Linked DNA regions of Mus musculus: regions 1, 3, 4, 5 and 6 are each linked to region 2. A link is a contact called in public HiChIP or PLAC-seq, Micro-C and promoter capture Hi-C data. All regions are on one chromosome and are shown on one strand. The core of a region is the stretch at or near the end of the contact, and the rest is flanking DNA. Distances in the headings are between cores, read along the strand shown. Region 1 overlaps Sorcs2 (sortilin-related VPS10 domain containing receptor 2). Region 2 holds the start of Sorcs2 (sortilin-related VPS10 domain containing receptor 2). Region 3 holds the start of Tbc1d14 (TBC1 domain family, member 14). Region 4 overlaps Sorcs2 (sortilin-related VPS10 domain containing receptor 2). Region 5 overlaps Sorcs2 (sortilin-related VPS10 domain containing receptor 2). Region 6 overlaps Sorcs2 (sortilin-related VPS10 domain containing receptor 2).

Evidence for each region. Promoter capture Hi-C pulls out the DNA fragments that hold promoters and counts their contacts. A called contact is a pair of places that touch in the nucleus more often than the background predicts. HiChIP or PLAC-seq counts read pairs in DNA pulled down with a chosen protein or histone mark.
Region 1: a contact with region 2 is called in an H3K27ac HiChIP or PLAC-seq map of VIP interneurons, with 4 times the contacts expected there. The contact joins the enhancer-like site here to the promoter of Sorcs2 in region 2. A contact is called at or near these places in 12 of 39 promoter capture datasets (3T3-L1-derived adipocytes, the C10 cell line, the SN4741 cell line and 8 more), 2 of 15 datasets of contacts at CTCF or cohesin (embryonic stem cells and large pre-B cells), 6 of 484 Hi-C or Micro-C datasets (the C2C12 cell line, embryonic fibroblasts, muscle stem cells and 2 more), 16 of 115 datasets of contacts at active chromatin or transcription factors (VIP interneurons, craniofacial prominence, embryonic forebrain and 10 more) and 2 of 9 other capture datasets (adipose tissue and liver).
Region 3: a contact with region 2 is called in a Micro-C map of embryonic stem cells, with 4 times the contacts expected there. The contact joins the promoter of Tbc1d14 here to the promoter of Sorcs2 in region 2. A contact is called at or near these places in 2 of 39 promoter capture datasets (embryonic stem cells and pre-B cells), 1 of 15 datasets of contacts at CTCF or cohesin (large pre-B cells), 9 of 484 Hi-C or Micro-C datasets (embryonic stem cells, pre-B cells and trophoblast stem cells) and 3 of 115 datasets of contacts at active chromatin or transcription factors (embryonic stem cells and large pre-B cells).
Region 4: a contact with region 2 is called in a promoter capture Hi-C map of second pharyngeal arch cranial neural crest, with 5 times the contacts expected there. The contact joins the enhancer-like site here to the promoter of Sorcs2 in region 2. A contact is called at or near these places in 11 of 39 promoter capture datasets (the 3T3-L1 cell line, 3T3-L1-derived adipocytes, the SN4741 cell line and 5 more), 1 of 15 datasets of contacts at CTCF or cohesin (large pre-B cells), 9 of 484 Hi-C or Micro-C datasets (the 3T3-L1 cell line, the HL-1 cell line, cerebellum and 5 more), 12 of 115 datasets of contacts at active chromatin or transcription factors (SST interneurons, craniofacial prominence, double positive thymocytes and 8 more) and 2 of 9 other capture datasets (embryonic stem cells and pancreatic islet).
Region 5: a contact with region 2 is called in a Micro-C map of the HL-1 cell line, with 7 times the contacts expected there. The contact joins the enhancer-like site here to the promoter of Sorcs2 in region 2. A contact is called at or near these places in 10 of 39 promoter capture datasets (3T3-L1-derived adipocytes, the HPC-7 cell line, cranial neural crest and 6 more), 3 of 15 datasets of contacts at CTCF or cohesin (embryonic stem cells, large pre-B cells and pro-B cells), 18 of 484 Hi-C or Micro-C datasets (the HL-1 cell line, LSK cells, cerebral cortex and 9 more), 18 of 115 datasets of contacts at active chromatin or transcription factors (SST interneurons, Th17 cells, VIP interneurons and 13 more) and 4 of 9 other capture datasets (adipose tissue, embryonic stem cells, liver and 1 more).
Region 6: a contact with region 2 is called in an H3K27ac HiChIP or PLAC-seq map of SST interneurons, with 9 times the contacts expected there. The contact joins the enhancer-like site here to the promoter of Sorcs2 in region 2. A contact is called at or near these places in 13 of 39 promoter capture datasets (the C10 cell line, cranial neural crest, embryonic stem cells and 7 more), 5 of 15 datasets of contacts at CTCF or cohesin (the NIH/3T3 cell line, hippocampal excitatory neurons, large pre-B cells and 2 more), 68 of 484 Hi-C or Micro-C datasets (the AML12 cell line, B cells, the C2C12 cell line and 39 more), 25 of 115 datasets of contacts at active chromatin or transcription factors (the NIH/3T3 cell line, PVALB interneurons, SST interneurons and 17 more) and 1 of 9 other capture datasets (liver).

What each region holds. Positions count from the first base shown.
Region 1 is chr5:36,167,979-36,172,365 of GRCm38.p6, reverse strand. The region is part of intron 2 of Sorcs2 (sortilin-related VPS10 domain containing receptor 2); the gene reads left to right. Among named protein-coding and RNA genes, the nearest start is that of Gm32183, 7.9 kb to the right of the region's middle. Within about 2 kb of position 2,810, at least 38 of the 459 cell types and tissues checked have an H3K27ac peak or open chromatin away from gene starts, as enhancers often do. A contact at or near this core is called in VIP interneurons, forebrain, liver and 3 more, where this site is marked.
Region 2 is chr5:36,395,158-36,399,568 of GRCm38.p6, reverse strand. Sorcs2 (sortilin-related VPS10 domain containing receptor 2) reads left to right here and starts at 1,430. Exons shown (of 27, transcript NM_030889.2): 1 at 1,430-2,003. The coding sequence starts at 1,524.
Region 3 is chr5:36,581,005-36,585,649 of GRCm38.p6, reverse strand. Tbc1d14 (TBC1 domain family, member 14) reads left to right here and starts at 3,253. Exons shown (of 14, transcript NM_133910.3): 1 at 3,253-3,295.
Region 4 is chr5:36,252,258-36,257,087 of GRCm38.p6, reverse strand. The region is part of intron 1 of Sorcs2 (sortilin-related VPS10 domain containing receptor 2); the gene reads left to right. Among named protein-coding and RNA genes, the nearest start is that of Mir7689, 47 kb to the left of the region's middle. Within about 2 kb of position 1,722, at least 22 of the 459 cell types and tissues checked have an H3K27ac peak or open chromatin away from gene starts, as enhancers often do. A contact at or near this core is called in craniofacial prominence, embryonic fibroblasts, embryonic limb bud and 1 more, where this site is marked.
Region 5 is chr5:36,185,437-36,190,155 of GRCm38.p6, reverse strand. The region is part of intron 2 of Sorcs2 (sortilin-related VPS10 domain containing receptor 2); the gene reads left to right. It overlaps Gm31945 (a long non-coding RNA gene), which reads right to left. Exons shown (of 5, transcript XR_003955889.1): 2 at 3,914-4,194; 3 at 3,228-3,307; 4 at 1,182-1,323; 5 at 589-758. Among named protein-coding and RNA genes, the nearest start is that of Gm31945, 8.4 kb to the right of the region's middle. Within about 2 kb of position 2,090, at least 44 of the 459 cell types and tissues checked have an H3K27ac peak or open chromatin away from gene starts, as enhancers often do. A contact at or near this core is called in the HL-1 cell line, embryonic fibroblasts and pancreatic cancer cells, where this site is marked.
Region 6 is chr5:36,223,346-36,228,090 of GRCm38.p6, reverse strand. The region is part of intron 2 of Sorcs2 (sortilin-related VPS10 domain containing receptor 2); the gene reads left to right. Among named protein-coding and RNA genes, the nearest start is that of Psapl1, 22 kb to the right of the region's middle. Within about 2 kb of position 1,635, at least 72 of the 459 cell types and tissues checked have an H3K27ac peak or open chromatin away from gene starts, as enhancers often do. A contact at or near this core is called in SST interneurons, VIP interneurons, adipose-derived mesenchymal stem cells and 14 more, where this site is marked.

The DNA of each region.
Region 1 (4,387 bases), core at 1,561-4,060, 230 kb after region 2:
TTCCAACCTCTGCTACCCCCCATCCTGCCCCCCCCAGCCATGCAACCATGTTGTATCTCTCTCTGGACTTGGCTGTTAAGATTCTGTACAGCAGTAAAGGTTCAAGGTGCTTGGCTGTCTCTGTGCCTGGCTTGCATCCTCTGTGAAAGTCAGCAAGGTGCGTCCCCAGTGTTGTAAATCACGGGGTCTCCTTTTTTTCTGGGGCAGGATGGTGCTCTCTTATGCAAGCACCCCTCCCTCTTTCCTCGCCTACTCGTCCCAGGTGTGGCACTTTCATAGAATCCATGCCTGTCACCTGTGACCAGAGCAGCTGTGAGGAGGACTCTTCAGCACACAGCTTTCAGCTCCTTTTTCCTCCTGCTCAATGGATGGTAGATCACAGGTAGTTCTATTTTTAATGGTGTGGGGAATCTCCACACTGTTTCCCATAATGGCAGTGACTCTCTAAATAATTAACGAGCAAGTCCCTCCCCAGCTGCGGAGACCATAGCCTGACAAGCGACCTGAAGGAACCCGTCTCAAAAATATACCTGGATGTTTTATTTAATATGAGCATTTAAAAACCTTTCTTCATACAGCCAGACTTCCAGGAGACAGGGTACAGGAGAGAACGTATGGTGTGTGCAGAGTGCCTGAGCCCAGAGAGGCATGTTCACCACCTTGTCTGCCCCTTGGGAAGGCATACTGACTGTTGTGGCCAATAAGCCAAGGTTCTATTGGCTCAGAGGCTGCAAATGCTCCCTCTTGTCTTACATGGTCTAAATGAGGCTCACTTAGGTGTCTGTCTGTAGACAGGGACTCAAGGACCAAGGTCCCTTCCATCTGCAGCACAGTCCTCCATGGTCACTGCCACCTGTAGCAGGCAGGTAGGAGGGAAAAGGTGGAGAGTCCCAGCTGGGAACACTTGGAGCCTGGCCCAGAAGTCGTGGATACATGCCATTCCTGATGGCAGGCTGCTAAAAGGGACCCACCAAGTCCAAGGACTCAAGTTTCATGGAACTTAGAAAATATTCAGCCACTCATACAGCCCAGAGCAAAGAGAAACTGGGTGCATTGTTGCTGGGCCAGGGGCTGTCTCCTAACACCACCATCCTGGGGGAGATCTTCCAGCACATACCTGGAAGGCAGGGTTCCATTGATGGAAACAAAAGGGCTGGCCTTCCCTTGTCACTAGCTTCCGGTCTCTTGCCTCAGCTTGCGAGCGTCCTTAGGGCAAAACATGCTGGGTGATTTCTCATGTCTGCAGCAGAGCCTGGGTTCAGGCCAGCATAGGCCTTGCACTTGGAAGCAGCGCTGACCTGTGCTTTGGGATGCTGGCAGTAGGTAGTGTGGAGCCACTTTCTATTTGTTTCTTACACATGCCAGCTCTCTAGCTGGGACTCCGAGGCCCACCATGACCTTTTGTTGAAGTGGATCATACATTTTGTCTTGACCCTTTTCCTGAGAAACCTCCTTAGGCATCTAGATGAGGAAGGGTGGTATGTGGGTTCAAGCAGGCTGACCTCAAGTGGACCCCACCTCTGTATAGCTGTGTGGTCCTGCATAAGCTTTCTTACCTCTTTGGGGCTGTGTCTCCAGTAGTCAGGTGGGAATGGATGGTCATATTCTGCTCAGAGATGGGTGGGAAGGCTAGGGTTTTCCCTGGACCCACTTCCTGATCTGTTAAGTACAGCAGGACAGGTACCATCCAGGGCTTGTCATTACTTCCTCCAGGGTTCTCCAACACTGCTCCTTGAGGGACCCTGTCACTACCCAGTCTGTTGTTTCTCCTCCTCCACCACCTGGTTACTGGAGTGTGATCAATGACCCAGATAACTAGGGTTTGGAGTTCCCCTAGCCCAAGACCATACCTCAGCTTGGCCCAGGTCAACAGTATAGGCAAGGATCTAGTCCTCTTAGAACCTTGGGTCTATAAAGCAAGGACTGTTGGCTACCCTTCATTTTCCCATAAAGAAGGAAATCCATTCACTGAGAATCAGTGGTTACCAAGCCTTCCAGTGCCACACCCTCCTCCATCACCCCAAAGCACTCTCATGAGGCTCAGAAAGGGTCTCACAGCTGCCAAGGGGCAGAGCTGTGCTTCACACTCAGGTCTGACACAATGGTCTACAATGGTCTAGCCTCTAGGCTGCTGGCTCAAGCTGGCCATGAAAGCCATTTAAGATGACCTTGGGCTCCTAAACCATCACACACCACAATTCAGTCCCAAAGTGTCAGGGTATGGGACACAGCAGCTGGTATGAACTGGCCCATGCCTGAGAGACTCAGTGCTTTTCTGAGGTTACCCAGAAAACCATACATCACCCTAATGGCCCTGGCAGAGCCAGCATGTGGGCAGCAATACAGAAGCAAGGGCCAGAGTGAGACCCATACATGAGGGAGAAGTGAGACTGACCATACAGGGAGCAGCCAGAGTCAGAGAGACACAAATCCCAGGTGAATGATCAACTCAGAGGTCTTGCAAAGGAGGCTGGGCAGGGCTGGGGTGAGGATGTGAAGCTGTCCCAAGAGCATGCATGTCTTGCTTTCAGTGGGTTCTTTTGGTAGAGCATAGCATGAACTGAATCCTGAGAAGGGGAAAGGGAACCTTGAAGCTATTGTCACATGGGACCAATGTGGCTGCCTCTCTGTGCACCCTAATCCACTTACCCTCCCAGAAACCCTGCACCCAGTTCTCCCTGCAAGCTGAGAAAGTGAGGTCCTGATAGGCCACCTGATGTTTGCCATGGGGCTTCTGCCTGGGGTTGGCACATCCTTCACTATTCACCTGGAGGTTGATGCCCTTTAACCCTCGCATGGTGTTCATGTGTCCAGCTGCAGAGAGGCAAGGACTGACATGTGGCATTTATGCCAAGGCCAAACCCTTCTCTCCACACTACCCACAGCTCCAGAAATAGAACTCTCCGGGAAGCTGCCAGAATCTCCCTCTGTATCCCTGTCCCTGGCTCAGGGCACCCGGCCAGTGGCTTTCGGCACGGAAGCTAGAAAATTAGCAACTTAATTTTGGTTGTCAGGACATCAGAGAGAGAAATATGTGTTTCCAGGGGCTCATTTTCGTACAAACCCAGCATGATAAAAATAAAGAGAAAGGCCGAGTCCCAGGGAGAAAGGACACTTGCTAAATTTATAACAGATTCATTATTCATGGGCCGGACCTGGAAAGGCCACAGCTCCGGAAAGCAGCTGGGCTGAGTAGGGAGGGTCCACGCTGGATCCCATGAGCTGTCCCCATGGAGCAGGGAGCAGGAGACACGGTAGGATGAGGGACCTTCAGGCTGTGGATGGCACATGGCTCTGAGGATGGCTCAGCTCCATCAGCGGGCTAAGAGTGTCTTCTCAAAGGATCGCCAAAGGCTTTGTGTACAGAGCCAGTGTTCCCCTGCAGGTTAGAATTCGTACAGCTCTCTGGCTTGGGATAGGAAAGCAGAGGAACGTGGGATCCAATAACAACAGCACAGCAGCAGAAGAAGAAACAGAGTGGATGTGTCTGCCTTTGTGTTGCTGTGATAAACACCATGACCAAGAGCAACCTGGGAAGGGAGGGCTTTGCTTTGACTGACAGTTGTAGCCCATCACTGAAGGGAAGTCAGTGGGCACTCAGACAGTAACTGAAGTACAGGCCATGGCAGAGTATTGCTTACTAACTTGCTCACCATGGCTTGCCCAACCTGCCTTCTTATTTATACCCAGGGACTTAGGGGAAGTATCCATAGTCTGTCACAAGGCTGGGGACCAATGTAGAGCATTGCCAGCCCCCCCCCCCCCCGCCTCCCAGCTACAAGATGTGCATAGAAAATTCTACATCACCATTCACTGGTACCTGGGCCACCTGCATGGGCTGCCTGCCCACTTATTCTGAGCCACTGGGTCTCTGGGTCACATGAGTGTAGAGGACACAGCAGTAAACACCCTGCAAGACACCTATTGGTGTGGGGTCTGCCAAGAGGTAAAGTATAGGAGCTAGGAATGGCATAGAGCCTCCCTCAGGCAATGTCTCCTTACAGTATAGTGTGATGCCCTAGATGAACACGTGCTGACAGGACCCAGCAGAGACCTTGTGTGGTTAGGCTCAGGTGACTTTCTGTGACTGGCTTTTCCAGAGGATCCTGAAGCTGAGACAAGGAGCCAAACTGAGGCCAGGAAAGGGCACTCAGGAGGGGCTGCAGTGGCTGGAAGAGGTGACAAAGTAGGGTGGGAATACACCTTCGAATTTCAGAGGTTTAGAGTCCATGACCATCATGGTGGGGAGATGGCAGCAGGCAGGCAGGCAGGCATGGCTCTAGAGCAGTAGCTCAGACTTTACACACTGAGCCATAAGCTCCAGGCAGAGAAAGAGAGGTAAGAGAGGAGGGAGAGGTGGGGGAAAGGGGAGAGAGAGAGAGAGAGA
Region 2 (4,411 bases), core at 181-2,680:
CCAAGCTTACCCCAAACTGGAGGAGACCACAGCTGTAACAGTATACACTTATGACTTGGAAGCCCCTTCACCCCACCCCCACTCCCCAGATCTGGAAAAGGCACATGGGAGTTGGTCACATTATCTTCTCGGTTCCTCTCCTTCCCCACCCCCTTCAGCCCCACACTGACAGGCTTCGCTGCCCTTTCTTTGCTAGACCAAATGTCGCCACAGCTGTGCGCCCTTGCCTGGCTTTGGACTTCAGCTCCTGAATTTTTTGGGTTGGAAGTTTACATCAGGGTGCAGCCTGGGCACATTCCACAGGAGGAGGCCTTCTTGGACACGGGGCAGGGGCAGGCGCTCTAGTCCTGCTCAGTGCTTGGCACAGCGGAGCCCTGGCAAAATGACTTGTGCTGAACAGAAATTCCTGGAGGGGGCACTGGAGTTCAACCTTGGGAGCAAGTTCAGCTGTTGTTGCTGGATACTTTGTTCTTTGCTCTACTCTGTTCCCTGGAGTGAAGAGACCCAGCAGGCAGCGGGGCCTTTCAGTGTTGGTCTCCAAGTCTCCCTGTCTCCTAGACCCTGCTCCTGAGAGGATGCCGAGGGGACAAAGCTCAACTGCACTCTTGGCCTTATTTGGGCAGGCACCTGCTTTGTGTTCTGGATGGCAGAGGGGCTGGTAATAATGGCTGCTTTTATTGACATTGAATTAAAGACTTGGTGAGCTCTGGGGCTAGTTTCCTCATGTTCTGTGCTGGCCTACACCTTCTGGCTGGGACCTTGCCTCTCTGTTCTTCTCTCCTTGCTACCGCTACTCAGGTGTAATATGTTCAGGGGCTCCCCCTGGAGGTGGGAGATAAAGCCAGAGTCTGAGGGACTAAATTGGTTTTGGGCGACACCCCAAGGTTCCTGCACTATCCTCAGCTGCCTGGAACATCTTTCAGGTTTTCATGATTCGCAGGCGTCCCCTTGACTCTCTCCAGCAGCGCCCGGAGGAGGCGCCCTCCCCACCTCCGCAGAACGGCTACTCTGGAGTTGTTTGGCCTCTAAGCGGGCTACTTGGGTGTGGCCTGTTTCCCTTTGTTGCACCCTGTTGTGCCCCAAGTGCCTGGAACTCCGGCTGGTCAAGTGTAGACGCCTCGAGAAAGTCAGGGAGGATGAAAAGTGGGTGGGAGAAGAGGAGCGAGGATAAAGTTAGGAGTCACTGGGAAGGAAGGAAGGAAGGAAGGAAGGAAGGAAGGAAGGAAGGAAGGAAGGAAGGAAGGAAGGAAGGAAGGAAGGAAGGAAAGAAGGAAGGGGTCTTGGAGGTGTGACTGCACTCAGGACATCCTGGCCCGGCCTGGCCCAGCCCAGAGCTGCGGTGGCTTGCGCGCGGCCGGCAGGTGGCGGTGCTCCCTTGGCTGCGTGGCGGCGTTGAGTCCCCTCCTCCCGCGCTCCCTCCCTCCCGGCTCCTTTCTCTGCGCTCTTGCTCAAGCTCCCAGCGCCCTCCCGCTCTCCCGGCCGCGGTGTCGTCCGCACCGCCCCGCCGTTACCTACCAGCGACCATGGCGCACCGGGGACCCCCGAGCGCCCCGAAGCGTCCTGGCCCTACTGCGCCGGACCGGAGCTTTCAGGCTCTGCTGCCGCCGTGCTGGCCACGTTCGTGGCCGCTGCTGCTGCTGCTGCTGGTGCTGGTGGCTGCCTGCGGAGCGATGGGGCGCTCCCCCCAGCCCGGGCGCCAGGGTCCCGGTGTGCAGATCACTAGGCTGCTGCCCGCGGGACGCACGGAGTCCGGCGATCGCAAAGATCCACAGGCACGAGAATCAGAACCCAGCGTCCCGGGTCTCGGTCCGGGTTCTGCTTCGGGTCCCAGCACCGATGGCGCCCCAGCTCCGGGCAAGGGGCGCAGGGCTCGGGCGGTGCCGGTGGCCGGTGCGGCTTCGGCTTCGCGCGCACAGGTCTCGCTCATCAGCACGTCGTTCGTGCTCAAGGGAGACGCGACGCACAACCAGGCGATGGTACACTGGACAGGAGAGAACAGCAGCGTAAGTGACCTCCGCACTCACCCCGGCCCTGCCCGGACACCTCGGGATACCCAGGGAGACCACCACAGCCCCCTACTTCCGGACCACCCGCGGTCACTCTGCTGGGCATTCTTGGCTACTTGGGGGACGCGGGTCACCTCGGCGGCGCCCCTACTGGCTTCTGGTTATGGGTTACTTTTGGAAGGGTCCTCGAATTTGTGAGATTCTGTCTCGCTCAGAAGGTTTTTCCGAAGATCTGGAGACCAGAAACACCCCTAGCCTCTAGATCTGGGCTACAGGGAAGGTCCCTAGAGTCGTCAGGATCTGGGCAGCATGGGACAACTCCAGGTCCTTGAGGGCTACCCAGCTCTGCGCCGCGTGGACAGTGGGTGGGTCGCCCACACACTGCACTGCACTCAGCAGCTCCAGAGAACACCTCTGGAATTGCCACCTCTGGCGTCCTTACTACTTCATTTATGCTGACCTCAGGGTCCATGATATCCCTGACAGTTCCATGTCCTGTTCGAAGGTTCTTAATTCTAGGATTGCTCCTCCTAGTGTGCCCCACAGCTGTCTTTGGTCCGAGTGGACCATGGGGTGTTTAATAGTATTTAACGTTCTGTGGTCTTTAGAGCAGTGCGCCAACTCCCTCCCTCCCTTTCTCCCATGCCTCTCCCTCTGCCCGGAGAGCTCCAGCGTCCATCCCGCTCCTGCTCTTCCAGATTTAGGATCCAGCCACTCCCCGTTCCTTTTTTTGGTAGTGCACCTCAAGGGGTTTGTTTTTCCTTGTTAAAGGTCAGAGTCACTCTGTCCCCTCTGGGGAATCTCAGGTGTGTGCACTCCAGGTTTGCAAGCCTTTGCTCTCCAGGGAAGTGTGTTTTCATGAAGAGAGAGAGCCAGGAATCCCTCCTCACTGCCTGTACCACAGTCCACACAGACTCTCCACTCCTCCCCCACCCCACCCCTCAGGAGGTGACTCCACCTCTTTTCCTTGTCTTCCAAGTTTTTTAGGAGACTGCATAGGGCCAGAGTCCCTGCATGCACTGGGAAGTGGAGTGAGCGGGTCTTCTCTTTGGGTTATCAGGTGGACATAATGAAGCTGCAGACACTTTTAAAACACCCCCCCCCCTCCCCGTCTCCTCTCCTCGCACTCTCGGTGACTGCTTGGAGGCTTCCATTTGTACTAGGGAAGGGACCACCATGTAGCCTTGGCTGGCCTAAACTCCAGTCCTGCCAGCCCCTTCCCTACTGGCTGGCTTTGTCCAGGGTGCAGGTGTCTTCACTGGTCCCTAAGCTAATGGCATCTCCAGGAAGACTAGCAGCCCTCAGAGGGCAGAGCTGGTGCTGTGGATGCATCTGGCCAGCAGGGGGCAGTCAGGGTGCTGAACAGAGTACTTGGGTGTTCCTCCCAAGAAGGGAGTTGAGGTGCCCTGATGTCCTCAACTGCACCTTGACCAAGCCCTCCGCCTCTAGGTATTCCGCTGGTCCCAGCCTTTTAGTGCTGGCTAGCACCCAATGATAAACCGGGACCCCTGGGCCATTGGCCATTCTTGAGGACTGAATAGTAAGTAGCCCAGAATGCAAGAACTGAAAGGGACAGAAACACACTGAGATCTGGATCTGAGGTGCTGAAGTGGTTAATTCAACTATCTTGTCACTTTGTCACTTAGCTTCATGGTATGAAAGAGAGTGAGACACCAGGTGGGGGTGATGGATCTATAGGAAAAGAGACCAGCTGCCTCTAGTATGGGCTGTTTGCTGTCCAGCTGAACCCCCTATGAGATTATAGCCTGCCCCTTGAATAGGCACCTTGGAGAGTTGAGGATGGAGAATGACTGGCTGAGCTCTGAGGGACCCTCTTCTGCAGCCGTTATCACATGGGGGCAGGCATAAGATGTGGACACCTGGGCCCAGCCTGGCACTTAGGTGGCACCTAGCTTGTGATGAATGTGAGGGGCAGCACGGAAACACTACCCGGTTATCTCTCTGACTTCTGTCTTCTGTCTTCTCCCTTCTCTCATGGACCTTGCAGAAGATTCTCTCCAGAAACCCTGACGGACAGCCCATGGCTGGGGATGCACTCATAGGTTTACCTTGTCTGAGAAAACCCAGGAGTAGAAAAAGATGGGTGAGGGCTGCCTCAGGAAACCGGTTCCTTTAAACACAGTTCTCTTAGATCTGGTGTGCACAGCACATTCTTGGCACATGAAGTGTCTTGGAAGTGCGCTGCTCCCCCTCCGTGCTCAGTGTGCAGCCACAGGGACAAAGATGAGAGCCAGCACTTGGCAGTTGGCTGTACCTCTTGCTTGAAGCACCACCTCGGCAAGCTTGGATGAGACCAGAGTAGACTGAGGGACTCTGTGAGTGCTGTCTTTATGGGGTTGCCTTTCTGCTGCTTGCCTCTGCCCTCTGCAGATGCGGTCCACAGC
Region 3 (4,645 bases), core at 2,004-4,503, 180 kb before region 2:
AAATTGCAGAGCACTGTGTCTGTCTGTCCCAGGAGCCTCCATGAAAGCAGTTGTTGTGAGTGGTGTGTCCTGGGTTTATAGCAGGTGCACAGAGATGGTTTCTATGGATACTGGACATCTTGAAGCATTCCTGCTTCTCTAAAGAGATGCTCAGCAGAGCACACGGAAGTCATCCCTGGCAAGGTCTCCTTCGTCCTACAAGGCTCCTTTGTTCATGTTGTATTGTTAGGGGTGGCTCAGACAGTTCTAGGAGGGCTTCAAGAATGGGGGAAACTGACAAAGTTGGACAATTTCTCTTCTTGTATGACCATTGCTTCAACTATTTTGACCTTGTTCAATCTTGAAATAATGTGGGGAAGGGAGGGGCTGTGTGCTTCAGAGATGGGGATGGGGACAGGGACAGAATCTGAGGAGTTAGTCAGTCAGAGTCTCTGCGAAGCTGGTATTTCTGTCCACAAGTGAGAGGTTTGCAGCCATCAAAGAAGCCACACACCAGCACCAGGGCAGTCCTTCTGGAACCCTCCAGCAAAGCCTGAAGGGGAAGAGGTGGAATAGTTCCCCCAGGGTTCTGCTGGGAGAGCTGTCAACTTGAAGAGGGGTGTTTTCTCTGTATCTGGGAGCTAGAAGTGTAAGGTTCTGAGGGGGTAAGTGTTAGGTTCTAAGGGGGTAAGTGTTAGGTTCTGAAGGGGTTAAGTGTTAGGTCCTGAGGGGGTTAAGTGTTAGGTCCTGAGGGGGTTGTTAGGTTCTGAGGGGGTAAGTGGCTGCGGAAAGTGACCACACCCCTTAGTGCAGTTCACTTTGTTTTTGTTTCAGACGCAAGTTACAATGAGGCTTTATCTAGACCGCTTCTGGGGACTGATGGCAAAAGGTAAGACATAGGTTACATCAGAGGGATGCAGGGTAAGGAGGAGTTCCCAGAGAGAAACCAGGGCTCTGGCACCAGGCTACTGAGGGTGAGGCAGGGTCAGAGGGTGCCAGCTGCAAACCTGCCCACCACAGAGAGTTGTTGATTCCAGAGACAGGACAATGGTCCCTTGTCATCTCAAGGTTCGGTGTTTGTTTGTTTTTTCTAATATTAAAAAAAAAGTCTTTATTTCTTTAATGGATGAGTGCTCTACTGCATATACATCCACAGGCCAGAAGAGGGCATCAGATCCCCTTGTAGACGGTTGTGAGCCACCATGTGGTTGCTGGGAATTGAACTCAGGATCTCTGGTCAAAAGGACAGTGCTTCTAACTGCTGAGCCATCTCTTGCCCTTTGAGGGCAGGTTTTTAAACTGATACTCAAGCATTATGGCTGGAAGGTGAGGAGTCGTGAGGACTCCTGTGCGTATCCAATACGAACGAATCCATTGTGCTGAAGTTTGAAATGAGACTGAAGCCAGTTCCTGCTTCCCAGTCAGTGTTTAAATCCAGCTGTGAGGGCACCAATGGGTGTGATGGAACCTGGCATTGTTTTCAGTTCAAACTGCCAGGAACTTAAGCACCTTTGAAATTTCTATTATGTAGCAAATCCTGAGGGATGCCCTGCAAGTCTCTCAGCTCTCTGCAAGCCAACAAAAGACTGCCCAGTCCATTTAAGCCTCTACCCTCCTGCCATTGTAAGTTGGTGCTTAGAGTAATTACAGTCATGATCCAGAAAGGGAAGTTGAAGCCAGTGTCTATCAAGTAGTTTGTAGGCTCCTAGAATGGCTAGAGTCTGGAGTCCCCCAGCCCAGCAGACACCCTACTTGGATGGGTCTCACGATGAAAGTCAATGCTGTCAGGCTCTCAGGTAGACCTTCTTCCTGTGCATTGAACAGGCACAGGGCTGGGCTTATTTAGCTGAAGGCTCTGGTGTGATGGACTGAGAACCTCATGGCCTCAGGTGGCTGGGTGGGACCCGACATTGTTTCCTTGTGAAACAGCACATGCCATGTGGAAGTTTAAAAGTTACAACACATGTGCAGACCCAAGACACTCAGATATGGCTCGACTCTTGGTCTGTTTCTTCTCTCCTCCCTACCCTCCTTGGAACTGAAGTCAGGCCACTGAGCTATCCCCCAACCTCTCTCTGTCTTCTTTCATCCCTGGGGACGGTGTGCATTTCATAGCTTTTGATATAGCCTTGGTCTTGTAAGCCCTTCCTCTGGACTGTGTTCAGATTTGTGAAAATATTTTAAAATATTTGAGAGAGTTGTACAGAGGTTGAACCATCACCTAATGTTTTGAAATGAATGTACAATTGAAACAAAAGTGGTGGTACATTCCTATAATCCCAGAACTGGGGAGGTAGACTCGGGAGGATCAGGAGTTCAAACTCATTGTTTTCTAGGTTGCAACTTTGAGGCTAGCACAAACAGAACTGTAACCAAGACAAATGGATTTCCTCCTGCTTGCTTCCAGGTACCTGCCAGGGCAGGGAAATTCCTCTTCCTGTAGGACTGTGATGGTTCCAGCCTCATGTGATGGTTCCTGGCTGAAATGCAGTCAGGTTTTAAAGGGGCTTGTTTGTGTTTGTAAATTTTCGGGGTCTGACAACTCCTAGAATAAACCCAAATCATCCCAAGTACCCTTTGTATGGATCCAACAAACACTCATGTCTCTGCTTTTTGAGGCTTAGGAAACGAGTGCAGGTGAGTTCAGGAAGGGAAATGCAGCACAATGACCTGGCCTGATAGAAGACATCCTCCATAGACATCTGGCTTAACTCTGCTCAGCTCTAGCTGACTTCTACCTCCTGAATTATACTTTTTCATAGATTGTGTCTCTGTAATTTTTGCTACTTAAAAAGGTAAAATGTGCATAAAGCCAGGTGTGGTGGCACACACCTTTAATACATAGGTGGATCTCTGTATCTCAGGCTAGAGAAAGATGCTGTCTAGTGAGGCCTCTTCTAGTTCCTAAGCGAGACCATCACACAACTTTCAAAACACACTGATGATGAACCCTGTCTTGTCACCTCCTGAGCCTGCTGGGCGTTGTATACTGAAATATTAAAGTGAAGACAAAAGTTGGCGAACTACAGCGCTAGGCACTAAGCGCAATGAAACAGTGATCAGAAAAGCCCGTTTGACAGGTGACAGGCTAAGGCTATACCGGGAGGGCATTCCAAGGTCAATGATCTGTAACCTGCGCTCACGTGTACCCCTAAATACTCCCGTGGGCTGTTAAGACTCCCCCAGCTGCTGGACAGGGGCGTCCCATCGATGCGCTCCGCCGCTCGGCTCCCCACGCCTGGATCAGCCCCATGCGCTGCTTTCCCCCTCCCTCCCACTTCCCACTTCCAAGATGGCCGCGGGCGGAGCCGACCAGGTAAGGGGCCTCCGCCAGGCGTCTGCGGTGCCGGTATGGACACTGTGACTCTCTCGGAACTTTCCTTGCAGCCCTTCCTGGGCCTGAGGACAGAAAAGGGCCAGGGACACAACTCCCGAAACCCAGGACGGATACTTGGCAGGCCGGAGGAGCAGCGGTAGTAAATAGCAGGCTCCTAAGCTCTACGGAGCTGCGGCGGGGGGCGAGAGCCCTGGCGGAAGAGCAGTGGAAGCTTAGCGGGGGCGTGGCTAGGGAGCGTGAGGGCGGCGATAGGGAGCGCGGGGCGTGGTAACGCTCCTGTCCCCCGGAGTGTGACTAGGGACGAGCGTGGGGTGTGGCTAGTGAGCTCTCGGGGGCGTGGCTCTGGAGTGCGGGGCGTGGCGGTACGCCTGAGGCCCTGGGAGCGAGCGATTTGCGTTGGGTGTTGGGCTAAAGAGGCTCAGCGGAAGGGAAGAGAAGCAGCCTTGTGGGGGCGTGGCTGCGTGGCGTGGGCGTGGCGGGGGTGGGGTCTGGCGCTGGCTGCTTTTAGCCGCGGGCGGCCGGCAAGCACCTGCTGAGGCTGGGCATCTGCGGAGTCTACGCTCTTAGCCCAGCGAGTTGCGGGCCCCACGGGGCCTGGGCTGCGGGCCACGGGCCGGGGAGATGGCGTTGGAGCTGCGGTAGCTCGGGTACTGAGGGGGCTCTGCAGGGTCAAGCTGAGAGGTTGCGGATGGCTGACCGCTGCCACCTGCTGCTGCGTCGGCCAGGCAGGGAGGTCTGAGAGGGCGGCTGGGAGGGCTGGGGTCCGGCTGACGTGCGACTGCCCTCGGCCAGCGCTTGTCGCGACGTGCGCCTTTTCCAGAACTTGGTGAAAAGTTTTCTCCTCAGATGTGGTGCTGCGAGCTGTAGAGGTGTCTGCTCTGTGCGCCCTGAGCCAGCGTCCTCAGACCCCTGTCCTGTTCACATCTCTGCCTTTACTCCTTTTCAGACCCTGAGGTATTCAGATCTCTGTCCTTCTCAAACCCCTCTCCTGTTCAGATCCTGGTGCTCCTCAGACCCCTGGCCTCTTCAGATATGGTCCTCAGACCCCTGATGTGTCTCGGATCTCCATCCCCCTAAGACGTTTTTTCCCAAATCTTGCTAAAGTTTTCTCAGACCGGAGGCTACGATTGGCTCGTCCAACTTTCACGGGGCTGTGGGCTACCAACCGAGTTTGCTCTGAGGATCTGAGCCTGTATCTTCCTCAGATCTCTGACCTGTTCAGACCTCTGTCCCCTTCAGTCCTTCCTCCTCAACCCTTTGTGGTGTGTTCAAATCTTCTTCCTCCCCATGCCCAGTTCTTCTCAGACTGCCAAACCTCTTAAATCTCCT
Region 4 (4,830 bases), core at 473-2,972, 140 kb after region 2:
AACGCCCAGAGACTGAACCACCAACCAAACATAGGCTGGACCTAGGTCGCTGCACATATGTAGCAGATGTGCAGCTTGGTCTTTATGTGGGTCCCCCAACAACTAGAGTGGGGGCTGTCTCTGAATCTGTCGCCTGTCTGTAGATCCTGTTTTTCTAACTGGGCTGCCTTGTCTGACCTCCATGAGAAAGGATGCTGCTAGTCCTGCAGTGGCTTGATGTGCTAGGGTGGGTTGATAACAGAAGTAGGGGCTCCCCTGTCTCAGAGGAGAAGGGGAGGGATGGGGAGAAGAGCTGTATGTGTGGGGGAATGGTAGGAGAGGAGCTGCAATTGGGATGTAAAGTGAATAAATGTATTAATTAATGATAAAAGAATGCATTTAAGGTCATTCATAAAAGAATGTCATTTTGATTCTAGAATCATTCAGTTCCCAACCCTGGGTCAGGAGAATACTGGTTATCCCATCCCTGTCAGCTGCCCCCATATTGTCAACTTTTACATTTTGCGGATTCTTATAAGTGTATGGTTTGTATTATGGTTCAATTTACACTCCCCCAGTAACTAATGACACCGAGCACATCTTCTTGGGCTCATTTGCCATCTGTAGCTTTTCTTTGGCAATGGGAGTGTTCAAATATGTTCAAAGGCCTTTTTATTGCCTTGTTATTCTCCCCACTAGACTGGCCCACAGGCATCTCCACGGGAGCTTCTTCTTGACTGACAATTGATGAAGGAGGGTCCAGTTGATGAGGGAGAATCTAGCCCACTCCCTGGGCAGTAGCCCCACTGGACAGGTAGCTCTGCAGTGTAGCAGAAAGGTAGCCGAACAAGCTGGAGAGAGCAAGCCAGTGAGCAGTGATCTTCAGTGGCCTCTGCTTCGGATCCTGCCTCGACTTCCCTTGAGGATGGAGTAGTGGACTATAGTCTGCAACCGAGTAAAACTTTCCTTCCAAAGTTGCTTTTGGTCAGTGTTAGCACAAAAGAAAAGCTAAGTAAAATACTTTCCTTCCCTTCTTCTCCTCCCTCCCCCTCCCCCTCCTCTTCTCTCTTTTTCCTCTCTCCTTTTTGAGGTGCCAGGGGTGGAACCTAGGTCTCTTAGGTGCTGTGCAGGTGCTTAAAACTAAGCCACACCCAGCCCCTCCATCTCTTAACTGTTAGATGCCAGATCAAAGAAACTCAGGACAAGTACCCACATTTTCATAAATGGTAGATCTAGTCTTCTCTCTCTCTCTCTCTCTCTCTCTCTCTCCTCTCTCTCTCTCTCCTCTCTCTCTCTCTCTCTCTCTCTCTCTCTCTCTCTCTCTCTCTCTCTCTCTCTCTCTCTCTCTCTGTATGTGTTGTATGCTTTGATGTCTCACCTGAGAATCTTTGACTAACTCAAAGTTGCTTACTTCCTTCCCATCATACTCTAGAAGCTCCATGCTTCTAGCCTGTGGTCACACAGATACACTTCTTTGGGTTCTTACGGATACGCGCGTGCACATGTGTCTGTGGTTTCCTGTGGAGGTGTGCACACACACATTCCTGTCAGGGGTTCTGTGGAGTTGTGTACATGCATATGGTTCCTGTGAAGCCGTGCAAGCACACAGTTTTTTTTCTAAGTTACCATAAAGAGATCATGTGCCACATTCCATTTCCGTAAGTACTTACAGCTGTCTGCTAGACCCCGGCTCTGTACTAGGGCTGGGAGTGAACATGGCCGGTGTCTGCAAAGATCTGGAAGTAGACAAGTAAACAGACACTTTAGAGTGCGTGTGGAGAAAAGGAGGGTGTGCCATGCACACCTCCCGACACACTGTGTGGTGGTTAAATGTTTCTGCTATAGTTTCTGGAATGCTCTTCAGCTGGGCTGGTCTCTGGCGTGATATTATAAACTGTAATGAGCAAGGACTCCAACCCGGGATGCTGACAGGCAGATGTGTCCTCGAAGCCCCAGGGCTGCGATGTGATGGCGGTGACAGCTCAGATCTCTGCCAAGTGTTCTGATGCTAAGGAAGGGGTGCATCAGAAAGCCACATGGCCCCGTGCACCACAGGATCTCAGGAGATGCCCGTCACTGGTTCCCGGATGCATGCCATGACCACATCATGACGCACGTGGAAATAATTTTGCCATATTTGCACCATCATTAACTTTCAATCACGGTCAATTTTAGACGAGGCTCTTAATTCCAGGTTTTTTGTTGCTGTCACAGTGATGGAGAGGGTTCTGTTTCTAGCCCCAGGGGATGGTGATGGGATAGTGATGGGGCCCTCCCTCACCCCCATGGAAGAGGGCTCTGTGCCACAGCTGCTGATGGAGTTCATCAGCCAGAAGCTTGCTGGGGATTTTGATGTGATGTGTCTGCTGTAGAACAGCTTACTCCATCCAGGGAGCCTTCAGGTTGATAATCTTAGGATGCAGTTCAGCCACATGCTTGGCCCCTGCAGAACCACCAACAGATCTTCTTTTGGAGAAAGAGGCACTGTGCACACCCTGGGGAGAGCTCATAAAGTGGGTTTCAGAAAACTTCCATCCTCCTCACATGCCCAGTGTTAGCTGAGAACCTAAGGGCCTGTCTTCTCTAGGCTTTAGCTATAACCAGATTGGTCTGAATGGCTCTCAGAGGCAGGGTTATCATCGTTCATCACAGATATGCTTCCATGAACTACACAAATGCAAAGGAAGTGGCTCTGCATGGCCACACAGAGGAGATGGATGTGGCCACTGAAAGCCACCCATTGTACCCATGACTCTGGATGATTCATGACACATTCTGGGTGTCCCTGCCTTCCTGCATCAGGTACAGGCTTCTGATGATGTCTTTCAGAGCATCCCCACCAATATTGGTCATCCCCACTCCCCTCATCTCAGTCTGGTTGCTCAGGCAGCTGGAAGCCAGATTCAGTCTGTCCTGCCTATCCTACGGCTGTTAGAGGAGAGCTCCCCCCACCCCGACCCCTGTGCAACCCACCATGAACAGCCCCAATAGTTCCAAATGAATTTGCTTGAGACAGCCACCAAGAAAGGCCTGAGTCAGAGCCCCTTCTGTTCTGTACCTCACGCCCCTTTATTCACGTCTGTCATATATACATTGCATGTGTCTTAACATCTGAACCCAAAATGTGTGGTTGTCATGAAGTCCTGCTGCCTCCTGGATCCTGTGCTGGGAACAGTGCCTGAGGATTCAGGCTTGCTGGGAGTGGAGTCTCCTGTATTACTGCTTCTGGGCTGTGTGGCTCAGAAGTAAAACAGATAGATGCTTAGCACAAGCAAAGCCCTGGGTCTAATCCCCAATAATGAAAAACCAAATGCAAGATTCTTGAGACATGACTGTCATTTACTTTCTGGCTTATCGGTTTATGACATGTTCATCAAGAGCTGGAGCAGCCTAGAGGGAAGTCAGGGGAATTGTAGAGTTTGTATAGAGTGGACAAAGATGCAGATGCAGCCTGTGTGTTCCAACAGGGGCTAACGGGTAGAAATATGCAGGTCCAGCTAAACTGTCATCCGAGATATGCAAACCAAAAGGCTGCTTGGCTGATATGCTGTGATGTTTAGCAGAAGTGTCTCCATCCATAGGCGAACCATGAGTGGTAGTAGCTACCCTCTCAACCCTCCTCCTACCATGAGCAGGAGGGTATGGGCTCCTTACTTCATACATAGATTGCTCAAGGCCATGTGTAGCCAGCGGAAGCAGAATCTTCCAAGCCTCTGGATTCCTTTTCTAAGCGGAGGCAAGGGACTCACTAGAAGTTTGTTGGATTTACACCAAAAACCCTCTCAAGTGCTACATTCCTCTAGGCCACGCTATGCTTAGAAAATACATTGCCGACAGCTGCAGAGACCTGCTCTAGAAATCACCAAATGTTGTTTTAAAAACGCCTTAAAATATCAAGTCTCGGGCCTTCGGAGCACAAATGTGACGAATCTTCTTCCGCTGCCCAATATGTCAGCTTCGTCTGTGTGGCTGGCTGCCCTCGGCCCCAGCTGGGGACACGCTGGAAGATTTCTAGGCTTTCAAGGGTCTCAGCAGCAGTGACTTCTGGAAGTAACATGAGTGCTGCCAGAACCCAGGGCCTCCTCACTGACCATCCTCAAAGTGGCAGTGTCCTTTCAGAGATTGTGAAGGTTCCGGTTGTACGAGGGCCAGGTGTCTGTCCTCACATCCTCGGTACTAGGCAGGGCCTCAGCGCTCAGAGTGAGCCTCTGCACAGGCCTGGCTTCTCTGGGAGCAGCTTCCTGAGTTTGTAGGCCCTGCCTCTGGCTCCAGAGGTGTTTAGTGTAAGCTGTGGCATTCCCCAGTCTATTCTCGCCTTTGCTGTTGCTGCTGTAACAAAGTATGGGACAGCTTAGGGAAGGAAGGGTTTATTTGTGCTCATGGCTTGAGGGTACAGTCCATTGTGTCTGGAGAGGCACAGTGATGACAGGAATCCGAGATAGCTGGTCACATAGCGTCCCAGGCCAGGAAGCAAAGAGATGAATGCCGGTGCGTAGCTCACTTTCTCCCTTTTACATGGCCCAGGATCCTGTCCCAAGGGATGGTAGCTGCCCATATTGGTAGGGTCCTCCCTCATTGGTCACACCTCTTTGGAATCATCTTCATGGAGACACCTAGAGGCTCGTCACCTGGATGGTTCTACATCCCTCAACTTGATAGGATTAAGTACTATACCCCGTGACTAGGCTTTTGGGGTGCCGGGCTTTCTTCAGATGCTTAAGCTGTGAATGTTGAGTCTTGCTGATCTCTGGTTGGGGGGAGTTGGCTAGTCACCCTCTTTTTCCTTTCTTGTGATGCGAATTGCTCTTATTTAAGGGAAAGAAGCAGCTTAATCAGGAAGAAAACCCGACA
Region 5 (4,719 bases), core at 841-3,340, 210 kb after region 2:
AGGAATGGTGGCGACAGGGAGAGACAGAAGAGGAAATGGGATGCTGATGGTTATATACCAGAGGCTCCTATCAGTGACCATGCTGGGGATGCTGGCGAGAACACCTAAAGCGTGGTACCTATCCTCTGTCCCCACAGCAAGTGGTCATCCTCTAGGGGTACAGCCCTGACCCTCAGACACGGTACTTAGTCCAGCACCTCTGAGTCCATGTCAGGACCCACCCAGGAGCCTCAGCCTCAAGCCCCATGCCCCATGCCCTGTGTCCACAGCCCATGTAGTCCGACTAGTCTCTTCACCCCCAGGACCACAGAGAGACCTCTGGGATTGTTGTTCTTCTTGCCTCAGTTTCCCTGTGTCTTCCCTCTGATGGGCTCCTTATCTGTCCTGGTACATGGCTCTGAGGAATGAAGTGAGCTTTCAAGGAAGGGCAGAGCACAAACTTGGGGAGAGACATCAGGGGAGAGCATTTGAATCTGGTTCTGCGCTCTGTACCTTCTGAGCTCCAGTAACTGTGAGATGGGAAGACATGATCTGACTTCTCTCTTTGCTGTGATCAGAGAGGCAAGAAGCAACTAACAAGAAGCAAGGTGAGAAAGAAAGGGTTTTATTTGACTCTGTAGTCTGAGGGGACAGTCCAAAGGCATGGTGGCCAGAGTCTGAGCCAGTTGGTCACCTTGTGTCAGCAGTCATCAGAGAAGGAGGTGAATGCCAGTGTTCAGTGTGTCTTCTCCTTTCTGCTCAGTATAGGATGTCAGCCCCTGGAATTGTACCAGCCACATTCAGAGTGAGTCTTTTCTCCTCAGTTAGACCCCTGGACACACCCTCATAGACACCCCAGAAGCCTCTTTTCTAGGGGATTTGAAATCTAGCCAGGCTGCCAATTCACAAAGAGCCCACAGAACAGTCAATGGGGAGCCTACATTCATTTTAGCTCCCTACCCAGGAACTGGGCCATGATGCTTTGGCCTCAGTTTCTTCCTCTGCAGAATGGGCAGAAGGCTATTGTCATCTCAAGTCTGGCTTCAATGACCGTGACGCTAAGGAGTGCCAGCTTTGTCTTATGTTCTTGCAGAGGGATAGCAGCCACTGGTATATAGGAAGTCAGACAGAGTGTGGCCATCTTTGTTTCCTCTGTCATCCTGTCTTCCTGTGTGCCATATAAGTCCCTGAAGTTCACATACCTGCTCCTGCCCCCGCAGAGACTTTCAGGGGCAGACCCACTTCTTTTGAGACTTGGGGACTCTGTACCCAGCATCAGATTTGGCACTGAGGGGAACTCGGTGGATAAAGGCCGCTATTGATTCCCGAATCTGCCTGGAACAGCTGTTGAGTGGAATGGGAAATGATTGCTTAGAGTGGGCACTCACTGGGTCAAACCGCCCATCACAGCATCCTCATGACAACTCAGAGGAGTCCCAAGCAAGTGACCCACATTCCAGGACTTCAGCTTCTTCCTACATAGAATGGACAGAAGGCAAGGATCATTAAAGATGAGGATTTTGAGTGCCGTGGCGCTGAGAGTGCTGGCCTATGGTCTGTGCCTCTTACAGGATAGCAGTGGGACAGTGACCCAGTAAACGGACAAGGAAACTGAATCACTGGTAGTACATGACCCAGGACTGGGAGACAGCGGCCAGGCACCTGGCCAAGGAAACTGGCCTCATGACTCAGTCTGGCCATAGTGGCTGAGTGTCTTTCTGAATGAAAGACTGTAGGAACATGGGCTCCAGAACCCTGATCCCTGAGTCACTAGGATGAACTGCACAGCCTGGTCATTCAGAGGAAATAGCCTTGTGTGAGGGACTGGGTTTTTAGTCTAGGATGTACATTGCAGCTGACTGTGGGGACAGGGGCCAATGAGAGGGCTTCTAGAGCTCAAATCACGTTTTGAGCAGAGATTGACAGAAGAGATGCCAACACACAGTATGTGTGAGGTGTGTGTGTGTGTGTTTGTGTGTGTTTGTGTGTGTGTGTGTGTGTGTGTGTGTGTGTGTGTGTTTGTGTGTGTGTGTTGGGATCTCTGGTGTGGGGCAGGAGAAGCTTTGGACCCAAAGGTTTCAGGGGTTAGCAGGCTGAGCTTGCACCTTGTCCTGGCTAGAACTGTACATGTTTGAGATTGGCAAAGCAATCTGTTGTTTAACTTTGGGGGATGAGGCCAGTGGCTTGTGCTTATTGAATTTAGAAATGGTAAGAAGGAAAGTTTGACAGATCTGGGGAGATGCTGTTGTTCTCATTCGCTGTCCTGGGTCGCTGCTGTGCGCATACAAATGACCTGATTAATCTTTCAGTGGGGGCCTCATGCTCACCAGCCTGCTGTGAAATCTGCCTCCCACACTGTACCTGAAGCCTGCAGACAGGTGGGAGGAAACTTCCAGCAGGGACCCCGCCCCCCCCCCCCCCATGATACCTGGACTCCTCACAGAGTCCAAACTGGTCCATGGCTGAGTGTCTAGTGTCTTTATTCAGTGTTTTTAAAACCAGCATTAACTCACTCATCAATGGTGCACAGGAGTGTTTATGCTGGACCACAGTGAACTGGCTAAGTTTGTACAGTTTGGAACTTTCCTGGTTAGATCAGCAGAATGGATGCAAATGGCTTCACTGTCAAGTGACATCAGAATTCTGTAAGATGACCAATCTTCATGGAAGAGTTGTCATGGCTGGAGAAGTTGGAGAAGGCTCTGTGGGCTGGGATAGGTGGGAAGTTTTTTGTGACAGTCATTGTGGGATGTTTGTGGATCTGTGGAGATGCTATTCCTGTCAGAGAAGGTACACCAAAACCCTTGTGTTCTGAGGGACTGGGGCTTTTTAGGAAAGTGGAGGGCACACCCACTTTTGGTTGCCGGTGGCTGGGCAGAAAGCCTTGAGTGCCTCACTAACAAGGTGGCCTGGGTCTTAGTGCAAGGGAGCCATTGGGGGATTTGAGGCTGCGGAGGGTCATATGGGCAGATTGGTCATCTATCTATCAGTGTGATGGGTTGAGCTACTGAATGTGGAGTGAGGATTTGTGGGAGTATCCTCTCCATAGGAGTGCCTGAAACTGTACTCAGACCATGTTCTCTGGGGTTGGTGAGAGGCTAAAGGGTAAGCAAAAGCTGAGAGACAGACAGACAAAGAGACAGAGAGACTGGCCAGTGGGCTAGCCTGGCAGAGGGAAGCAGACATGGGGGCTGGAGGAGTTGGGGCTGACAGAAGCCCGGCTATGGTTGTGTATAGCCCAGCCTCACCTGCAACTTCTGACTGAGGGTCAGGCACCTGATGTACTAGTGTCCCAGGTCAAGGTCCTCACCATGCTGCTGCTTACCCTCTACAGAAACAGAGTGAAAAGGGCACACAGGCCTGGACTCAGTACCAGGGAAGTGACCCTCATTAGCTTCTCACTGTGTGACACACACACACACACACACACACACACACACACACACACACACTATGCTCTCTGCGGTCTGGTGCACAGGTTTGGTGTCTGTGTTTTGGAGCAAGGCTGGAGGCAGACTCTGGCTGTTCTCCCACTTGGAGCAGAACCCTCCCACTACCAGGACACCAGTGTTTACCTTCCCGGCTCAGTCTCTGCTCCCCCAAAGCTTCTCTCTTAATGCAGGAGAACTATATCAATCTCTCCTCTCTTCACAGTGTAAAGTTGGTGGCTCCCCCAGGATGCAGGGAAAGGCATGACATCTCCCCAGGCATCGACACACAGACTTCCCTCTGCCATCGTGAGGATGGGATGGCAGTATCTTTAGGGAGCTTGGAGCTAGAGTTTTCTCATTTCCGCTGATTTTAATGCTGCTGCCATCCCAGGGGCCCTGTGCTTGAGACCAGCAGGCACTTCTCGAGACGGTATTTTGTTCTTTTATAAACACACAGACTCACTATAGAATATACAGGAAACACTGAAGGGGGGGATGCTCACCTGCAATCCCCCTCACAGAGGGGAATATAACTTGCTCCTTACAGCAGCTATGTACTTGAAGTGACATTGGTGCGCTCTTTGCAGACCTGGTGGATGCAGGTCATAAAGAAGTGAAGCGCTCAGCTGCTGGAGCTGGTAAGTCCCCAGATGCACCCTCAGGCCATGTCCCAGGAAGGCCACTGGGGCTCCTCCCACCCTCAGATGAGAGCTTCAAAGAGCAGAACGGTCAATGCTGTCCAACTTTCAGAACCCTCTTTGGAGAGTCCGCTAGGGATGTCCACCTGAATGGAAATGATGTAAATGTCATGGATGCCTGGGACAGCGTCCTTATGACCCAAGCTCAGCACTATCCTTTGGGGACAGAGCACCAGCTTGTGATCTCCACTGACCAAGTAAAAGCTTCACCCCACCTCTCCTCTTCCTCCTCTCCTTCCTCCTCTTCCTCCTCCTCCTTCTTCCTCTCCTCCCCCTCCTTTTTCCCCTCCCCTTCCTCCTCCTCTTCTTCCTCTTCTCCTCCTCTTCCTCCTGTCCTCCTCCTCCTTCTTCTTAATTTATTTATTCACTTTACATCCCAATCGTAGTCCTCCACCCCATCCCACATTCTCTTAAGTCCCTTGCTGCCATGGCACTGGGAGCCTGTCTTCCCATGCAGGTTTCTACTCTGTGGGGCCAGAGATGTTTCCTGCACTGCAGATGGAACAAGGCTATCTTCAAGCTTCAGCTTCCCAGAGCTGTTCTAGCCCCGTGACTCCAGGATCCAAGTCTGAGCCCCAAGGCCTGCAGGTCCACCCCAGTGTGAGCACACA
Region 6 (4,745 bases), core at 386-2,885, 170 kb after region 2:
TTCCTTGGGGTCAACTGCCCAGGTCACTGTGGTACTTAAAACCCCTTGGGTTTTTGTTATTGCTTCCCTAACTTAGCTAAGGGCTAACTCCCTTAGCCAGGAACTCGTCTCCTGACAATACTGAGAAAAGCAGCCAGCCATGGGCCGTGTTCCTGTGTGGGCTCAGCTCTCCTGAGGTGGCTCTGATGCTCCCAATGTGTCCTGCTGCTCTGGCTCTTGAGGCCCCTTGAGGAGGGGGACGGAGGCTACAGAATGAAGGAGGCATTAAATTCCAGTGGTGGGCCAGTGAGGTAGCTCAGTGAGTAAAGATATTTGCCAGCAAGCCTGACAACCCGAGTTCAATCCCTGGAACCTACACAGTAGAAGGAGAGAACTGACTCCTGCAGGTTGTCCTCTGACTTCCACACATGTGCCATAGCACACATACATGTCTACACATCTAAAATGCACAGATGGATAAGACATAAAATCCTAGGAGCTCTTAGCTTCACTAGAAGTTTGGCTTAGGGGCATCACCTGGGACAGCAAGTGCATAGAGACATGTTCACCTTCCTGCTATGTTGACAGTCTCCTTGTGCTACATGAGCAGAGTTAGCCGCCATTCCTCGTGTGCAGTAAACAAAAATCCTCGGCTACCCCAGACTTTAGACACCGGCAACCGGGCTTCTCTGTTAACTACCCCCTTAGATACCTTCCCTAAAAATTTCCAGAATGCCAGCTTCCTCCACTCACGGTGGCTTCTCAGCCTGGCTAAAGGTGCACGAAGTGGGACTGTCTAGAATGGTGTCTGGTGTTTGGGTCGAGCTGCTTCCCTGGGGCAGTCAGGCTTTTGCAAGGTGTTTCCTAGACGTAGGTGCTGGTGACTAAATGAAATAAATAAATGAATAAAACAGAAATGAAAAGGAATATTAGTTCTCTAAGGAACTTTGGAAGAGCACGTTTATTGCAGATAAAGGGAAGAGTTAGAGGCAGGGGGCATCTGGGAGAGTCCAGAGTGGGCGTGACCAGACTGAACTATTCCCTGTGGGGAAAGGGGGAAGGGAATAGTTGCTACTAGGTGTAGCAACCAGGAGGCCCAAAGGTACAAAGGGACTGAGGGGTTGTAGGAAGAACCTGGAGGCCAGTGTCTACTTTGATGTGTTAAATAGGCACCACAGCCATTTGCCCTGGGTTTGAGACCTAACTGGGACCTCGTGGAATATGGAAGACAGAGAAGGCTACCTGGGGTCAGGACTCCTGAGTGACAGGCTCTAAATTCTTCAGAAGCCAATAGGGAGTCCCAGAGGCCAAAGCACCCTGTTAGAACCCTGGGCCAGGGAGACTTTCTTCACAGATCCTCTGTGTGAGGCTGGTCAAATGGAGGAGAGGGAGGTGGCGGGATGGGATGAGGTGGCTCACAGAACATCCCCGAGCACGGTATGTCTAAATTTGGATTTCCCCCAAAGCGAAGCAACAGATCTTAATTTTTCTCATCTCGTCACTGTCTCTCCACCCAGACGTTTCCTCGGCTCGATTAAAAATGCATCCAGAAGCATTAGTCATTTCCAGAAACTTCCCCCATCTCCTCCGCGGGTGCAGCGACTCTCTGGGTTTCTATGTTGCTTTTTCTGTGCTGATGTGCTTGCACAGAGTTAACAGTCTGAGAAGCCTGGAGCTGAAGTTTTGCATTCCTTTCTCTGTTGCTCATAAACCAGGCTTCCACTCTGCATACTGTGAGGCCTGCCCAGCCATTACTTTCCTGGCTGCTTACGGGCCTTTGAGCTGATTCTTCCAGGCCTTGGCCTCCTGGGGAGGGTCCAGTGCTCCCAGCTCCCACCTGGGGAGCATCCGATGCTCACAGCACTAGTATGACATTTCATCTAAGCCTTACCCATTTGTCAGTATTCCAGCATCCTTTCGAGTCCTGGCGAGGAACAGTTTCCATGCTGCTCTGATCATATTTTTCTCTTTGGAATGTCATCTGCTCTTGTATTTCTCCCCACACTGGGACAGGGCAAAGGGTACCGAGAGGATGAGAACACACTGTTTGTGCTTTTCTGGGTGCTGCCTACGTGCTGTCTGCACTTGAGGCCCATGGAATGTATGGTTCAGGTGCCAGTGTCTGGAGAACACGTATTAAGCGGGGTTATTAAATACACACTTACTGAATGCACACCGATCCTCCCAAGAATTCTCCTGTGTAATCACAATAAATACATTTTTAATGACAGGTCTGGTATTTACATTCTGAAAATGGCTCTGGGAAATCGAAGCTGAATGCATTTTTAATTGTTCTGTGTTTAATGGGCCTCACGTCAGCAGCCTCTCCCTCACGGGCTTCCTTGACCCATCACCAGCACCTTCTCTCTGCATCCTCTGCCAGACTTGGATCTGTGAACAGTACCCTAGGTTGGGAGAGACATCCGCATCTTAGGACCTGCTGGCTGGCACCAGGGAATTGAAGTCTCCTATCTCATTTTTCTCTGGGCTCACAGGGCCTACCTAAGGCTTCCTCATTCAAGCTAGAGTCAGCACACTCTGTCCATCCTTAAAACTCTGGGCACAGTGGCTACTGTGCTACTGGGACAAATGACCACAACTGGGGAACTTAAAACAACAGCCAGGGACTCTCCAGGGTTCAAACCATGGCGTTACAGGGCAGTGTTTCCCCTGAAGACTGGGAAAGGAGGTCATCGTGTCCCTGCCAGCCCCTGGTGGCTGTGTCACTGAGACCTTGCTGCTGTGTGTTGATACGCATGTGACAATACTGCCCAGGTGCATGTGGACACAGTGTGCAGGTGTGCGTGCCTCCGTGCACACGTGCCTGTGGCAGCCAAAGGTCAATCCTCAGTGCCGTTCCTTTGGAGACAGTCGCTTTTGTTGCCGTCTTGTTTTTAAGGCAGAATCTCTCACTGGCCTGGAGCTGGCCCAGCGGGCTAAGCAGGCTGATCAGCAAACCCCAGGATACTCCTGACTCCACTTCCCCAGCTCTAGAAGTGTGTACCCCAGTGTCTGCATTGTTTCCGTGGGTTCCAGGCATTGAACTCGGGTTCTCCCGCTTGCACAGTGGACACTTTACCAGCTGAGTTATTGAGTCAGCCCCCCTGCCTCTGCCTCCACATGGCTGTCTCGCTGTGTATTCCTTCTAAAGACAGTGGCTGCTGGATTTAGGGTCTGAGCAGACAATTTGGGACATCTCATCTCGAGAATCTTAACTGAGCCACCTCTGTAAAGACCCCTGGTAATTTATGGGGTTCAGGACGTGAATATCTCTTCGAGGGAGCTACCCCTCAACCCATGACATGCTCTGTCATTAAGCTCTGGGGATGCCATTGGTTTTCTAAATGGCGACTGGCTCTTGCCCTGTTCTCTGTTCCCCAGCCACACTCTTTTTGTCCCTCTTCATCCATGGCTAGATCCTGGCTGCCCTCCTCAGCTGGCTACCGTGTCTCCGCCCATCCTTTCCCAGAAGACCCATGGACTTGAAAAACACACAGTCTGGTGCCATGGATGGACTCAGTGCCCCCTCATGGCTCACATCTGCCATTCCAACCCTCTACTGAAACCCCTTGATGATCCAGATGTGGAGGCTGGCAGGCAGAGCTGGAGCACCACAGGGGTGTGAGGATGCGGGTGCTCTTGGTCTCTGAGGGTTTTGTGTGATATTTGTCTCTGCTCTATAACAGCGCTGTAACATGAGATAAAGAGAAATTCACAGCACAGTGTTGTGTCTGCTACCACCCACCCTCCTCTCTGGGAGAGTGTTGCTGGGCCCTTCCATGCTTCTGGAGCCCCCACCCCCACCCCCAGGCAAGGCACAGAGGCAGTCAAGGTCGTGACAGACTGTTAGAATGGAATGGGTCCCAGGAATGGGTTTTGAGTGTTAAAACTCGGCCAGCCCTACGGACACACTGAGATCAGCCTCTCGGGAGCCCCTGCACAGTGCCTGGGGTTCATGTTCTCAGCATTTTGTCCCCACTATTGTCCCCAGCCTTTTAAAACTTGCTTTCCTAATGGCCTCCCACATAACTGAAGTTTCACTGAAGGACCCTACATGTATTTTTTAATGTGGAATTCACATCTTTCAGGCCCGTCGAGAACCAGTGTTGGCCACCTGGGGGTGCTGTTTTACCCCAGTGAATGTGGTTGGTGCAGAGAAACCAGTTCAGCCTTGCATCTCTGCCCAGGACTCAGAATGTAGATGATATGCTGATCAGGATGCCAGGCTCTGAGGTGGGACCTTAGGCTGCGTTCTAAACAAGTGCTAGGAAATTCCGATACCGCTTGTCCATAAGACAACAGGCCTGTTGCTTCCAGACAACCTGGGAGTCTCTGCAGTGCTAAGCAGCCCACTGGTAGTATCTGGTCAAGCTGGACTTTACCCGGGTGTCTGTAGGTGTCTGTGTGTGCTGGCTCCTGTCTGGCATGCACTTAGCATTGCCCCTCAGTCCTGACTTTATCCTCATCTAGTTAGTGCAGCTTCCCTAAGGAGGCCACTCAGTGTACAGAGCCCTCCCCCACCCCCGGCAAGGTTCTTTGTTACCTCTCTCATGGAAGTTTCTGTTTCCTTGCTTATACTGCTTCTGCTATTACTAGAACACAAGTCATGAGCACGGAGACCTCTCAAGGCCATACAGTTGATCACAGGATGCCATAACCAAGTACTGACTGGTGCTCGGAATGCACGTTGGCCTTGAATGCATGGGTCGGTGGACAGATGGGTGAACAAATGAATGGAGATGATGGATAGATGGTATATAGATGTG